2 separate regions of the Zea mays genome follow, and region 1 is linked to region 2. A link is a contact called in public Hi-C data. All regions are on one chromosome and are shown on one strand. Each heading gives the region's core, a stretch centred on a gene start, on an enhancer-like site or on the middle of the called end of the contact. The rest is flanking DNA. Distances are from core to core; before and after follow the strand shown. Region 1 holds the start of LOC100191202 (2-oxoglutarate (2OG) and Fe(II)-dependent oxygenase superfamily protein). Region 2 holds the start of LOC100382706 (Protein ESKIMO 1).

Region 1 (6,538 bases), core at 3,729-6,228, 130 kb after region 2:
TTGTTCATGGACAGCAGTGTTCCATCACGAGTTCTTGAATGTACTATCTAATTTGACTACCAGGAGGCTGATGAGATACTGGGAAAAAGAAAGCAAGGTACACTAAACCCTCGAAGTCAGAATCGCTGAAGAAGGGAAGACTGGAAATAACAAAGCAAGGTGTACCGCAATGAACCAAAAAACCAAAGCAACATAACAAAGCGAGGACCGGTGGAACGATTACCTCAAATCGCTGAAGAAGGGACGACTGGACGATTTCGTGACCGGTGGTTGTTCGCCAGGTATCCAATGCGGCAGATCTACACGAGCGGCATGAACGATGAGCACATGAATCCGGTGCCGAAACGGAAATCAATCGAAACAAAAGAAACAGGGATCCCAAGAAGAGGAACGGACGGCGGCGACGGAGTCGACGAGAAGAAAGGAGCGGTTGCAGTTAGGGGGAAAAGGAAGACAACACAGCAGAGGGGCTTCATATAAGAGATTGGGAGAAAGCAGCGGCATGGGCGCTGCGGTGGAAGGACAGGGCACAGTGAGTCGACGCTGTTACGGATACGGAGTACGCTGAGAGGGACGACAAGTCGCGGATTTATCGGATTTTGAAATCCGGTGAACAGCATCACAGGGTATGGGCACGCGAAACAGACCACAACGGAGAGAACTGAGGAGAGAGGAGATGGACACTGACCAGAGAAGCAGCGACGCGCCGGCCGCCTGCGCTGGCCGCCACCGACGAGCTTGGCCCGGGCCGAGCCGTAGCAACGCCCAGGCGGAGGCCCCCAGGTCCGCGGGCGCCTTGGGCGTGCATCCTGTATGGACCGGCCGGCGGGTGCGTGCGTATGCGCTGGAGTAGTGTCGCCGACGGTCGACCGGCGCGCGTGACTCTCGAGATCCGCGGGCGCGAGAGAAGGGCGCTGCGGATTTTGGGAAGCGCGTGTCGGAGACGAGAGCAGCGTGGCGTGGATCGGGGAAGCGCACAACGGACGGAGACGGGTGCCACAGCGGACGGAGACGGCGTGACACTGCTGCGAGGGTCCCACACACAGCGACCCGCGGCAGCGCGAAGCGCGGAGGGAGCGTGAAAGCCCAGCGGGTTTTAACAAGAAGTAATATGTAAAGATTTAAAAAGATGAAAGCAAATGAAAATATAAAAACTATAGAAATCGAAAAAGGGGATGAACATGAAATATGTTAAAAATAAGGTAAAAATGAAATACAAGAAAGAAAACAATGTAAAAAAGGAAAAAGTCTAAATTACTCCACTCGCCTATGGATAATATACATATAACACCTAAGAGACGGTTTGGTGGACACATGGGGATTCCTCTCCCATGGATCTCCTCCATTTTTATGTCCACCAAACCAGTCCTAAAATATTTTTTAGTTTATTTTACTTTTCGGTTCAATTTAATCTTCACAAAATTTCTCCATTTTATTGCTTTATGTACAAATTGAGTTTTCAATTCAAATTTTATTGGTTAGTAGGTAATAACACAATTTATCCTAGAAAATATATTATGATTTTTGTAATTATTTTAATAAATTGAGAATCAAATAAGGTAATATCTTTAAGAACTTATTCGTTTTGAGGGTAACCCATGTGGATTGGATACGATTGAGTCGGTTCGTATTTATAATGTCAAAATCTATATCAATACATTTCAATCACTCTCGATCCATACATTGGAATACATCTATATCAATACATCTCAATTTCCACCGGCGGTTCTAAAATAACCGTAAGTGGAAATCTGCCCTAGCACCGTTGGCAACGAAAAACATCAGTAAAATATCTCTATGACCGTCACTATAGAGGTAGTTTGTACTGACGTGAACATAGCCAAATGGTATAAAACTAAATGTAAAATAATAGTATTTTTTTAAACATATGTAACTCAATCGCTCAGATAATATAAACTTGAAATTCTACAACTACGTATACGACAGTACCTGACAGCGATGAGAAAGAAAATGCGTTCATTGAAACAGGATTAGCCGGTTCGATGTACAGCCCCTCGCTTTCGGCACGACAAATCCCCGACTAGTGCAAATACTGAGATGCTCGCCGTCTACTCGCTCCAAATCTCCAACAACTACATACACAACTGTTATATATATAAAAAAAGATACACACAAAAATGTTTTTTTACAGACAAGCTTGTTTCCTGGAGGATGTTTCAGACGCTGGAACCGGTTTCCTTTTTCTTCTTTTGTTTTGCAATTGCTTTCGATTCGAAGCATGGGGATCCGTCACGATCGCGACCGGGTACGCGACTATGAGAAAAATCGCTTACCTAACCACGTAACTCGTTCGGTTATAAGAGATGAAATTCCACCATAAATTTAATTTGGGTCTGTATTGGGTGAATTCATACCACACACTCAATCCCAATACTTAATCCCAATAGTGAGATTAAATCCATCATTTAATACATCCATTTCTCAAAGCTAGCATTCTTTTGATCCATGGATTATAATATAAACATGTGTAATATTTTTATGGATTTATTCAATGTCTAATGAGCTATAGATAGAATCCATGTCTTCTATAGTTTAAAAAAGTTCCAAATCTTTAAGTTATGATCTAGGATGAATTTAACCGAATAAAAAATTTGAGTAGACTTGCATTATTTTAGGACATTAATTGTGACATGTATTTAATTACAATCCATACTAATTCAGAGCTAGATTGGGGTGTAAACGAACAATACCTAATAAAGTGGCTAAGGACACTCAGAAACCCGTTTCCCCCTGTCTTCTTTAGGCGTCGGTTTAAATAATAGGCACACGTGGACTGTCCTCTGTCCAACAATAACAAAGCACTCGGCATCACTGAACATGATCCTCACAACACAAGGCACTAAGTTGACATGCCCCCCGCACACACGTTTCCATATTCTAAGCATGGTGGCCACAAAAAGGAAACACGAAAGGCGAGCCCCCGGTCTGTGATTGGAATTTGGGTTGCATGTTCAGATGCTTGATCGGCTTTCTCTGCATCTCTTAACTCCCATCACAAAGTAATTAATTAATCAATTTAACCGAAATGACACGCGGAAGCGTGCCGTATCGTAACTCGCAAGTAGAGTACGTGCGTGCACATGGAAGGCAGAAAAAATTTCATGCCTCGTGCGCTCCCCGTTCAACGGAAGCCACCAAGCGATCCACGCATGCAGCATGCTGATGGATACAGCAAAAAATGATAGCGGAAACCGATATTTTTCCGAGGGAATCTCATTTTGTTTTTCGTATCAACGTGAGCCAGCAAATGCAAACTAGTAGATCGTTCCAGGTAGGGATGAAAACGGTCGGAAACGGTCTGTAAACACTAAAACCATTACCGTTTTCATATTTTTTTCGGAAACAAAATCGAAAACGGTAACTCCGGAAACGGAAACGATATCGGTATTTCGGAAACATCGGAAACAAAAGTTCGGTGCGAAAAATATACCGGTAACGATCGAAATCTAAAATACGATCGGTAAACATATCAAACTTCACAATAAAACAAAATTGACAAAAGATCACAAATACCACAAGTTCACAAGGATCACAAATTTATAATATAAAAAGTTTATAAAGATCACAAGTTCACAATATAACAAGTTCACAGTATAACAAGTTCATAAAGATCACAAGTTCACAATATCCACTCGATTTAGTTGACATGGCATGCTTACTCATGAAATATTTTTCCCTCACATAAAGGGTTTTTTCACAGCCTCACAAGAAAACCCTAAAATCTAGTGTGAAAAAGACAGATTGTCGGCTTTCTATCATTATATATTACTAATACATAACATGTGCATAGAAAATGGTGGATTCGTTCGAGAGACCAAATCGTTAATCTCAACTGCCTTCCAACACCATCTAACCCTAAAAAAAAAATTAAAGCATCCAAAAAATACAAAAATAAGTAATCCTTATCCAAAAATGTATAGGCGATGCGAAAAAATCATATGCTGGAAAATTCCGAAAAAAATCCGAGACGCAATTCCGGAAATTTCCGAGAGACAAATCCGGTAATTTCCGACAAAAACCGGTAACCGATGGAAACGGTCGGTAAAACACCACGCCGATTCCGATACCGATTCCGATAGAAAATTCCGAAAACCGATTCCGTTTTCGAAAAATACCGTTACCGGTGAATCCGATCGAAAAAAATCAAAATCGGTTTCCGGAATTCTGAAAAATTCCGAAACCGTTTTCATCCCTAGTTCCAGGCGCAGCACGGCGGCTTAAATCTGAAGTCATCACTGAGGTGTCAGCTCTCCACGGTTTAGGGTTTCAGATGGTTTCATGCAGTTATTCCTCTCACTTATCAGATGGGATGTTCCTAAAACATCCGACTTTTATCACAAATCTAATATTTTAGCATAGATATACGTAGAATTTAAAGCTAATTTTTGGCAATGTTATTAAGAATATTACATAGTATTTAAATAATTTTTTTATATTTTTTATGTACATTATTTTCTCCCTACAATAAAAAAGGTGAAAAAACATCCGAATCCGTATTCGAATAGACATCCGAATTTTATATCAATTATTTAAAAAGATATATAATGAATTTAATGTTAGTTTTTTGTGAAGATTAATAGTCTTAATGCTAAAAACAAGAATATAAATTTACATAGCAAATTCTATATGTTATTTGTTCATAAAGAAGAAACAAGACCGAAAATTTGACATCTAAATAAATATTCGGATCCATCACTAAATTTCTTTTATACTTAGAAAAACCGAACTGATGTCTTGACCCCTCCAGTTTTTTTTTTAAAAAAAAGCAGAATGAAGCAGCAGAATTCTGATATAGGGGAGTTTGTTGCCTTGTTGGAAACAGGGCCAGTAGGCCGTGCTCCGTGCTCCGGCCCACTTGCCAGCTTCACCGGTCCAGGTCGCCGCAATTCGCAAAAACTGGCCCACCACGGAGCCAGAAGGCGTGTCCACACAAACGGACAAACCAGACCAACACGAACCGGATAAAGGCCGCCCTCCTCGCAGTACAGCAAACGGCGGCCAACAACAACCACCCCGGTACACGCTTCCCACCAAAAGCAACCCTGACCCTGACCTGCGCTGCCTGTGACCCCGCCGATCCGAGCGTCTCCATGGCCGCTTCGTCCTCCGAGGCTGCCACAGCCACGCCCACGACCACCGTCGGACTCGGAGGGAGCGGGACCCCAGGCCCTCCGCCGCCAACGCCATCGAACCACCACGCGGCGCCGTCCTCCGCGGCTGGTGGGGCCACGGACGCCTCGCTCTCTGCTTTCCTGCACCGCCTCCTCCTCTCGTCCCCGGCTCCACAGCTACGGTCTCCACTCGCAGCTCGGTCGCAGGCGTCGCCGCCCTCGCTTCCGCCTCTCGTCTCGCTCGAGTCCCCCGACCAGCGCGCCCTCCGCAACGCCGCCGACGTGGGCTACTTCCACCTCGCCGGCCACGGCATCCCTTCGGGGCTACCGTCGTCCGCGCTCGCCGAGCTGTCCCGGATCGACGCGTCCACGCGCCTGGAGTCTAATCTTCGCACGCTCGGCTTCTCCGTGGAGGAAGGGGAAGAGCAGGATGTGGACGGCGGCGCCGACGATCCCGCGGTAGTGTTCGACGCCTGCGAGGGGGACTTGGACGCGCTCCCGGCTGCGGCGGAGTACGCGCGTCGGATGAAGGACGTGGGCATGCGGGTTGTCGCGCTTCTCTCCGGGTGCCCCGACACGGGCTTCCGGGAGAAGCCCTTCGCGGAGGGGAGGAGGAAGCCGCGGTGCCTGCTGTGGGCCTCCCGGGTCTCCACCGCCGATACGGCACCTCCGGCCGTCGGGAAGGCGAAGGCGTACCCGTACGTCGTGGCGCTTCATTGCCAGTGGGAGGCATCAGGGCAGGAAGAGGCGCCGCCAAGCTGGGTTATGAACCACGGCGGCGAGTGGACGGCAGTGGCCGCCCGCGACGACGCGATGCTTGTCACCGTCGGCGACATTGCCCAGGTGCAAATCTCTCAGATATTTCATGAACATTAGTAAGTAACTGAAATTTGCAATAGCATCTCCCGAAAAGAAAGCAGAGATTACATAAGCACCGTAACTGTTCTTATCGTCTTGATCTGGTCAAAGTTTATAGACCATTCATTTAGCGCTCTAGTAAAGGCTAGAGGTAGTAGTGTCATTGCAACAGAACGTACAGCATCGAGCGGCAGAGATGGCGAGCATCCGTTTTGTTTATGCAGCGGCCAGCGCCCAGCGGCATCAAATTCTAAAGTAGGTTGCGCATAACTTCACCACCCAGTTTTGATTTTTGACCCAGTTAGGCAATCAGGTCCCATGTCTGCATCAGCTGGTGTGTATCACTCATTGATCATCGCCCAATTTGGAACACATAAATCCACACAAAAAGAAGTCAAGCATCTCTGCTTTTCAAACACACACACACAAACAAAAGTAACACCATCGTGTCATATGAGCTGTTCTTCACTCTTCAAGCAGCATACAGCAGCAGCACTTACCTTTTGTTGCCATGATTCCTTTTGGCTCGCGTGCTAGGTGTGGAGCAA
Region 2 (7,086 bases), core at 184-2,683:
TGCTGTGGATCTTGGGGTCGTCCGAGTTCGACTCCACAAGGAACGGCGCCCAGTAGAACTCCACCGTCGCGTTGTACTCCTGCATTGCATTGCATTTACAGGCCTGGTCAGCGACGGCCCAGGGAAACGCGCGCGAGAGGTTTGGTGCACCTAGCTAGCCGCCCGTCACCAACGTGCACGCGTCACGGTTGAAAAATGGACGGAAAACTTGAACGAATTGCAGTGTTAGCTAGGGCACCCGTGGGCCCTCTTGGCTAGCTGCCAGAGGATTACGAGTCCTTTGCTAAAGCAGGCGGAAAGGGACAATGGCAGGTACGATACGAACCCAGGCGTGGAAGACGACGCGCTGGCCCTCCCATGTGACGTACTTCTTCCCCGGCGGGGACGCCGACTGCACCAGGCACACCATGGACTCCCACTGGTTGCGGTTCAGCGAGTCCCCCACGAACATGAACCGCTTGCCCCGGAGCCTCTCCATGAACAGCTTCGCGTCGAACCTGCAGGGATGGAATTCCAAAGGCCTCGCCGTTTAGCTAGCTAGCACATATTGTTTGCCACAGCGCGAGCCGAGCCCCGTACCGTACCTGGGCATGGAGCATCCCTTGGGCTGCCACCGCCACTTCTGGTACGTGTCGTCGCGCCGCCCGTTCTTCATGCACGTCACCTGCGACGTCAGGAACTCGCACTCCTCCTCCCGGTACAGCGGGTAGCTCGTGTTGTCGAACACCCACCGCCCCTTGGACAGGTCGCAAGTCTCCGGCACGCCCAGCGCGGGCGGCACCACCGTCTTCTTCGCCGCGCGCTGCTGCCTGCGCGGCTTCTTCTTCTTCTTCGCCGCCGCCTTCTTGGCCGTATTCCTCTCGCTCTTGGCGGCGGCGGTGGCGACCACCTTCTGCTGCGGCTTCTCGACAGCCACCGGCGGCGCCGTCGTCGTCGTCGTCGTGGTCACCGCGTGCTTCTTCGGCTTCTCCTGCTCGCCGCGGTGCAGCACGGCGGCGGGCTTCTCAGAAGCGGAGATGTCTCGCCGGGGCACCACCACGACTTGCCGCCCACCAGCGCCCGTGGTGCCCGGCACCGCTGGCGCGGGCACGCGCGTGAGCGGCTCGATCGTCAGCGACCGGATGTCCTCGCCGTACATCACCACCACGCAGAGGAAGAAGAAGACGCTCGCCACGTAGACCGGCAGCCGCCCGCCCTTGCGCAGCGACGTCGTGGCGTGCTTCGTGGCGGACGCGTCGAGGGCGCCGGCGCCGGCGCCGGCTCCCGCGCCCGCGTGCGACGACTTGCGCCGCCCCGCCAAGCTCATGGCGCCCGCGCTGGCTGATCCTAGCTAGTGCCTAGTATAGCCCTCTCTCTCTCTCGATCTCCCTGTGCGCCGGAGCCGGACTACTGTGTTTTCGCTTGGACAGACCGGTCGATGGCGTGCCGCGACCGCGATCAGAACTCAGAAAGCGGGGGAAGCCGGATCGTCGGGGCGGTCTTTATGGGTTTGTGGCGAGCCCCGGCCGGGGGCGGGGAGTCAGCACCGGGGGGCTGCGGATTTGGTGAGGAGGGGACGATGCCAATCCCCTGGATGCTTCTCACACCCTTCTCTTCTTCCCTGGGCTGGGCAGCCGTTGAACGGGCAAGTGCAAGCAACAGGCATTAATTGGATGGATGCAACGGGTGATTCGTTTTTATTCCTTGACAAATTCTCCTACTAGTCGTCGCGACCTGGCCATTGGAGACGAGACGAGAGGCATGGACAAACGTGGTACAGCACGTCACTGACATATTTGGACTAGTTTAGTTTCAACAAATACTTCGTATGCACAGCACCGTACGTATTGAATAGTACTCTATACACGCACACACACACCTCTAAACATTATTATTGAGGAGATCGGAAAAGATCTGTAACCGATCCAACTGTTATTCCAGAACCATTAATAATTTAGGAGGAGTTAATAGCTAATTGACTAAAAATTTGCTAGTGGAATTAGGGGTGTTTGAATGCACTAGAACTAATAGTTAGCTGGCTAAAAATTATTAGTGAAATTAGCTTGCTAATAAATAACTACCTAACTATTAACTAATTTACTAAAAATAGCTAATAGTTAAATTATTAGCTAGTTTGTTTGGATGTCTCAACTAATTTTAGCGGCTAACTATTAGTTTTAGTGCATTTAAACACCCTCTTAGTATACGGTAGAAAAGGTGCAGAGCTAGCTATCTTGTTGGACGGTGAGCTGCTACCAGTAAATGGCCACATATGTTTGAACGATTTTATCTGTCCGATCTGATGCTGTCAGGTCAACGGGGTAACTCCATTCTATATATACAGGGGGCAGCAGCCTGTTTTCGAAATATGATGATGATGGTGATGGTACGACGAGCACATGTTGAGAACAACATGAACACGCATTTCCTCTCGAAAACGAAGAACGTATACGTGCGCGTGCCTCACATGTAAATATACCACGATTTCACTTGATCTCTCTCCCAATATGTTTTCGTCGCCTTGATTGGTACAGTACAATAACGCGTGACATTCCAGCTGACGTTCTGTATGTCATGTGCAGCGTCCGGTTTCGAGGCTTCTGGAAATGACGGGGTTGCGTCGACGACGTGACGGCTGATTATTATTCCAGTACGGTGTGACAGAGGAGACTTCTCTTGGTACCGGGGGACCTGGATCACTCCTGGATTTTGAAAGCCAGTATATTGCCCCAGTTTGTTTCAGCTTTTTAGAGCTTCTAACCATCAAAAGCTGCTGCGGACTGTCAAACGTTCAGCTTTTCAGTCAGTTTCTATAAAATTCGTTTAGGTAAAAACTATTCAACATCAACGTAAATACATAATCGGTTGAGTCGTTGCATTAGTATGAATCCGTCACTTTCTAGATCTTGAGTCCTATGAACACATTTATCTTTCTCCGCACGTAATCCTAATGATACTCAGCTTCTCTACACAGCCAGATTCTCCCCATAGTCAGATTCTCAGAAAAGCTGGTCAGAAAAAAACTGAACCAAACAGGCCCATTGTCTCTTGCCATATATCCTCATGCCTTCGTTTTAAAATATGTAATTTTAGTCTTGTGCTAAGCAAGCCATGCTTCTCAAATTTAACTAAGTTAAAAATCATGAGTATCTACGATACCAAAATATTTTTTATTAAATACACCATCAAATATGTCCTGCTAATGCACTTACTAGAATTTTATATGGGCAAAGTGAGATTTTATTTGCTACACAAACATAGAATTACAATCTTGCTAGATGACATTTGTGGATTTGAGAAGTTTAATTCAAGACAAAACTAAAATGTTGTAGAATAATTGAATGCTGCTACGGAAATCGCAGATGGTTTAGAGAGAGATTTGATTACTTATATTTACTTACATGAAAAGATAAACTATCATAGCGCATGTTAGTGGATGGTGAGTATATATGCTTACATGGACAGCTAAAGGCATATTAGTGGATGATGTGGCTTGCTGACGTGGATATTTTGCACAAAGATATAACTTCATGTGCTAGTGGGCTATAATAATAACATGTTAGTGGGTGATGATGTAGACAACTTGTGTGTCAAGATAGAAAGTAAGTATGAATTAAAAAACTAAAATAGATATAGATGCAGATACAAATATAGATATAGATATGAACAATATTTTAGAACTGGGGAGTGAAGAGCTAACATGTGACTAAGACCCTAGCCTACTCATAACTTCACAATGTTTTTTAGATAAGTGTTAGTTTTCCATTTCATCCCTCTTCAAAGAAGAGGCATCAATCCACATGAAAATATAGCCCAAGAGGGAAACAACAATATCTCAACAAACCAGCAATATCTCAACAACAATATTGTTTAACTGAAGTAAAGGGAATTTGTAGGAAACGGGTGACGCCTAAGAGGGGGGGGGGTGAATTAGTACTTCTAAAACTTTCTCTAAACTAGGCCACAATTAAATCCCTAGAGCAAAACCTATGCAAATAAACAAACTAGAATGTGCAAACTAGGTTTTGTCTAAGTGTTGCTATCCCTACCGAAAAGGCTAAGTTTCAATCTACACTATATAAGTATGAATACACGATTGAAACTTAAATGCTTAATATAAATGCGGAATATTAAAGAGCAAAGTAGAGATGCAAACTCTCGTGGATGACGCCGGTATTTTTACCGAGGTATCCGGAACCACGCAAGGTTCCGACTAATCCTCGTTGGTGCCCCTACGCAAAGGGAAGCCCACGCGAGGGCCAAGCACCTTCGGTCGAGTAACTCCGTAGAGAGCCACGGGCCTTCTCCACACGCAAGTGGTGCTCCGCTTCCGGCTCCTCTCGGACGCTCCCCGCCGTCTCCACTATCGAGCTTCCGGCCGAAACGCCGCGGGCCTCGTTCCCTCCGGTACACGGTGGCGGCCGTGACACAAACGCGGTTGTCACGGTCTCGCAAGACTCTCGTCCCACTCGGTACAATTACAACGACTCACGCAAGAGCCGAGGGGTTGTGTGGTTTGTTTAAACTCACTCAACTAACTAGGGTTCACCTAGAGCAAGCGCTAGAGCGGTCTAACTAACTTAAGCACTTCGCAAAGCACCTACGCTAATCACCGAGTGATTCTATTAAGCACTTGGGTGTAAGAGCACTTGGGAATGTCTATAATATTGCTTGGTATGTTGCTTGGGCTCCCACCCTTGAGAATGGCCGGTTGGGGTGGTATTTATAGCCTCCACACCCCCAACTAGCTGTTGGACAGAAAGCAGCAGCTTTCTGTCGTCGGGTGCACCGGACAGTCCGGTGCACCACCGGACACTGCACAGTAGATGTCCGGTGCGCGCCACGTCAGCCGACCGTTGGCGCCTGTAGCAGTCGACCGTTGGATCCGACCGTTGCCGTCTGCCCGTGGCACACCGGACAGTCCGGTGCACACCGGACAGTCCGGTGCTACAGCCAGAAAACGCCTGTCTGTGGCCTCTCTGCGCAGACTGTCCGGTTGTCCCACCGGACAGTCCGGTGCACACCGGACAGGTACTGTTCACTGTCCGGTGCGCCACCAGGCGCTGGCTGACAGCCCTCTTCTAGGATTTCTTTGTTGATTCCTTCGGGCTTCTTTTGTTCTTGAGTCTTGGACTTCTATGCATCTTTTTATGTCTTCTTTTGAGGTGTTGCATCCTCATTGCCTAGGTCCAATCCTCACCGCATCCTGTGGACTACAATTATAAACACTAGCAAACACATTAGTCCACAGATTGTGTCAATCATCAACCACCAAAACTTACTTAGCCAAATGGCCCGGGGTCCATTTTCCTTACAATCTCCCCCTTTTTGGTGATTGATGACAACACAACCAAAGCAAGCAAATAATACAAGTATTTGAATGTAAATATGCAATCTACTTGCTAGGATGCATGATTGCCCCCACAATGTGATATTATGGACTTAAGCCTCCCCCTAACTCCATAATTCACTTACTTCCTATTTTGGACCAAATAACCAAAACCACTTGAAAAATCATTTGGAGATATAAAATTTTTAAATTGGTGGTGTTTGGTGTTTGATATAGTTCCCATTGCTTTGGTCCCTAAACTTCTCCCCCTTTGGCATCAACCACCGAAAAGGAAGACATTAAAAACATGTAGGAAGAAAATAAAAGCTTGCCCTCATCAAGAATTGAAACTCTTGTAGAACAAAAACATATGAAAACTCCCCCTAAATGAGTGTTCTCTTTTAGAAAGAATGTTTCTCCCCCTTTAGAGACGAAGAAATACTCCCCCTGACAGAGAGCCTCTATTTTTAGGAAAAAGTATGTGAAAAAGAGAGGTGCAAGACATGATTTGAAAAGACTGACTTCCCTTATGCATAGGTAACAGAATATGAGTTAACTACTTATGCATTTTTGCAACATGGAAGCATATGATATGAAATATAGTCTAATCAAATATTGGAGAAGACATGTAAATGATACTAGATGTAGTCTCAAAAGATACCGATTGAAATTCAATGGCGAGCTTGAGAAACATGAGAGATTTTGCAGTGGAAGATTGTTGTCTTTCTCCGGGGACCTCATTTTCCTTACAATGAGACTATCACATGAAATAGACTTGAGAAGATGTTAGTCTCAAAGTATTAGATTATAGTAACCTCCCCCTGAAGATGTGCATACAAGTTTTGAATACTTGTAGGAGACTTGCACTTTAATTTGATATCAAGAGAGGCAAATTATCTATAATCCGAACTTTGGCACATATAAGTTAAATGATACAACTTGTAGAGATCAAAATTTTCAATTGATGCATCATTTACTATGGAGTGATATAAAAGCTATGTGCCGTGCTTAAATAAACATTTTAAGCCATGTATGTTTGCTTAAGTATATGAATTAAAAAGAAGCAATCCTACCATATGATTCACCTAGTATGCATAATTTAAAACAAAGGTAAATAACAAATGTAGTACTAGGCAAGAAAGGTAAACTAGATACAAGGTAAATAGATACGCATATCTAAAAACAAGAGATACAATAAATCTAGTTACCTTAGTCATGGGTGGGAAATTTGGGTCCAAAATTTTCACTAACCCACTTGGCAATAAACTTGATCCAATATGATGTATCCCATGATATACATCCCAATTTTGCCAAGTCTCCAAATTTCCCGAAATCTTCGGTCCACTCACTTCCCTGTCGGGATCCAAACCTTCTTGGTGCTTTTCATGGTTGAAATTATTTCCTTTGGCACCCAGATGCGTTTGGCCCCCTTTCCTTTGTTGGCTTGCTTGTTGGCCTTGATTGCTATCACCTTTCCATTCTTTTTCTTTTTGATCAAATATGGTGTAGCAGCCTTTTTGTCCACCTTTTTGATGTAGGTGTTGGAGATTTTGCTTGATGGCTTTTGCTTGAGCTTTTGCCTTTGTTTACCCCCGGTCATCGTCTTGCATTGGAAAGACTTGTGGCCTTCCTTGTGGCATAACCTACAAATCACAGTTTCTCCCTCCATAGGCTTGTTCACTCCCGCAGTGGTGTTATCCTGTGGAGGTTGGATTTGTTTGGCTTTGCCTTTCTTTTCATACAAAGCCTTGCCAAGACGAGCCACTTCTTGCCTTAAT

The links. Hi-C and Micro-C count contacts between places; a contact is called where the count stands out from the background.
Region 1: a contact with region 2 is called in a Hi-C map of leaf, with 2.9 times the contacts expected there. The contact joins the promoter of LOC100191202 here to the promoter of LOC100382706 in region 2. A contact is called at or near these places in 9 of 25 Hi-C or Micro-C datasets (bundle sheath, ear, endosperm and 3 more).

Annotation. Positions count from the first base shown.
Region 1 is chr3:188,361,333-188,367,870 of Zm-B73-REFERENCE-NAM-5.0, forward strand. LOC100191202 (2-oxoglutarate (2OG) and Fe(II)-dependent oxygenase superfamily protein) reads left to right here and starts at 4,979. Exons shown (of 2, transcript NM_001136637.1): 1 at 4,979-5,975; 2 at 6,528-6,538. The coding sequence starts at 5,112.
Region 2 is chr3:188,230,610-188,237,695 of Zm-B73-REFERENCE-NAM-5.0, forward strand. LOC100382706 (Protein ESKIMO 1) reads right to left here and starts at 1,434. Exons shown (of 5, transcript NM_001175429.1): 1 at 585-1,434; 2 at 326-497; 3 at 1-79. The coding sequence starts at 1,306.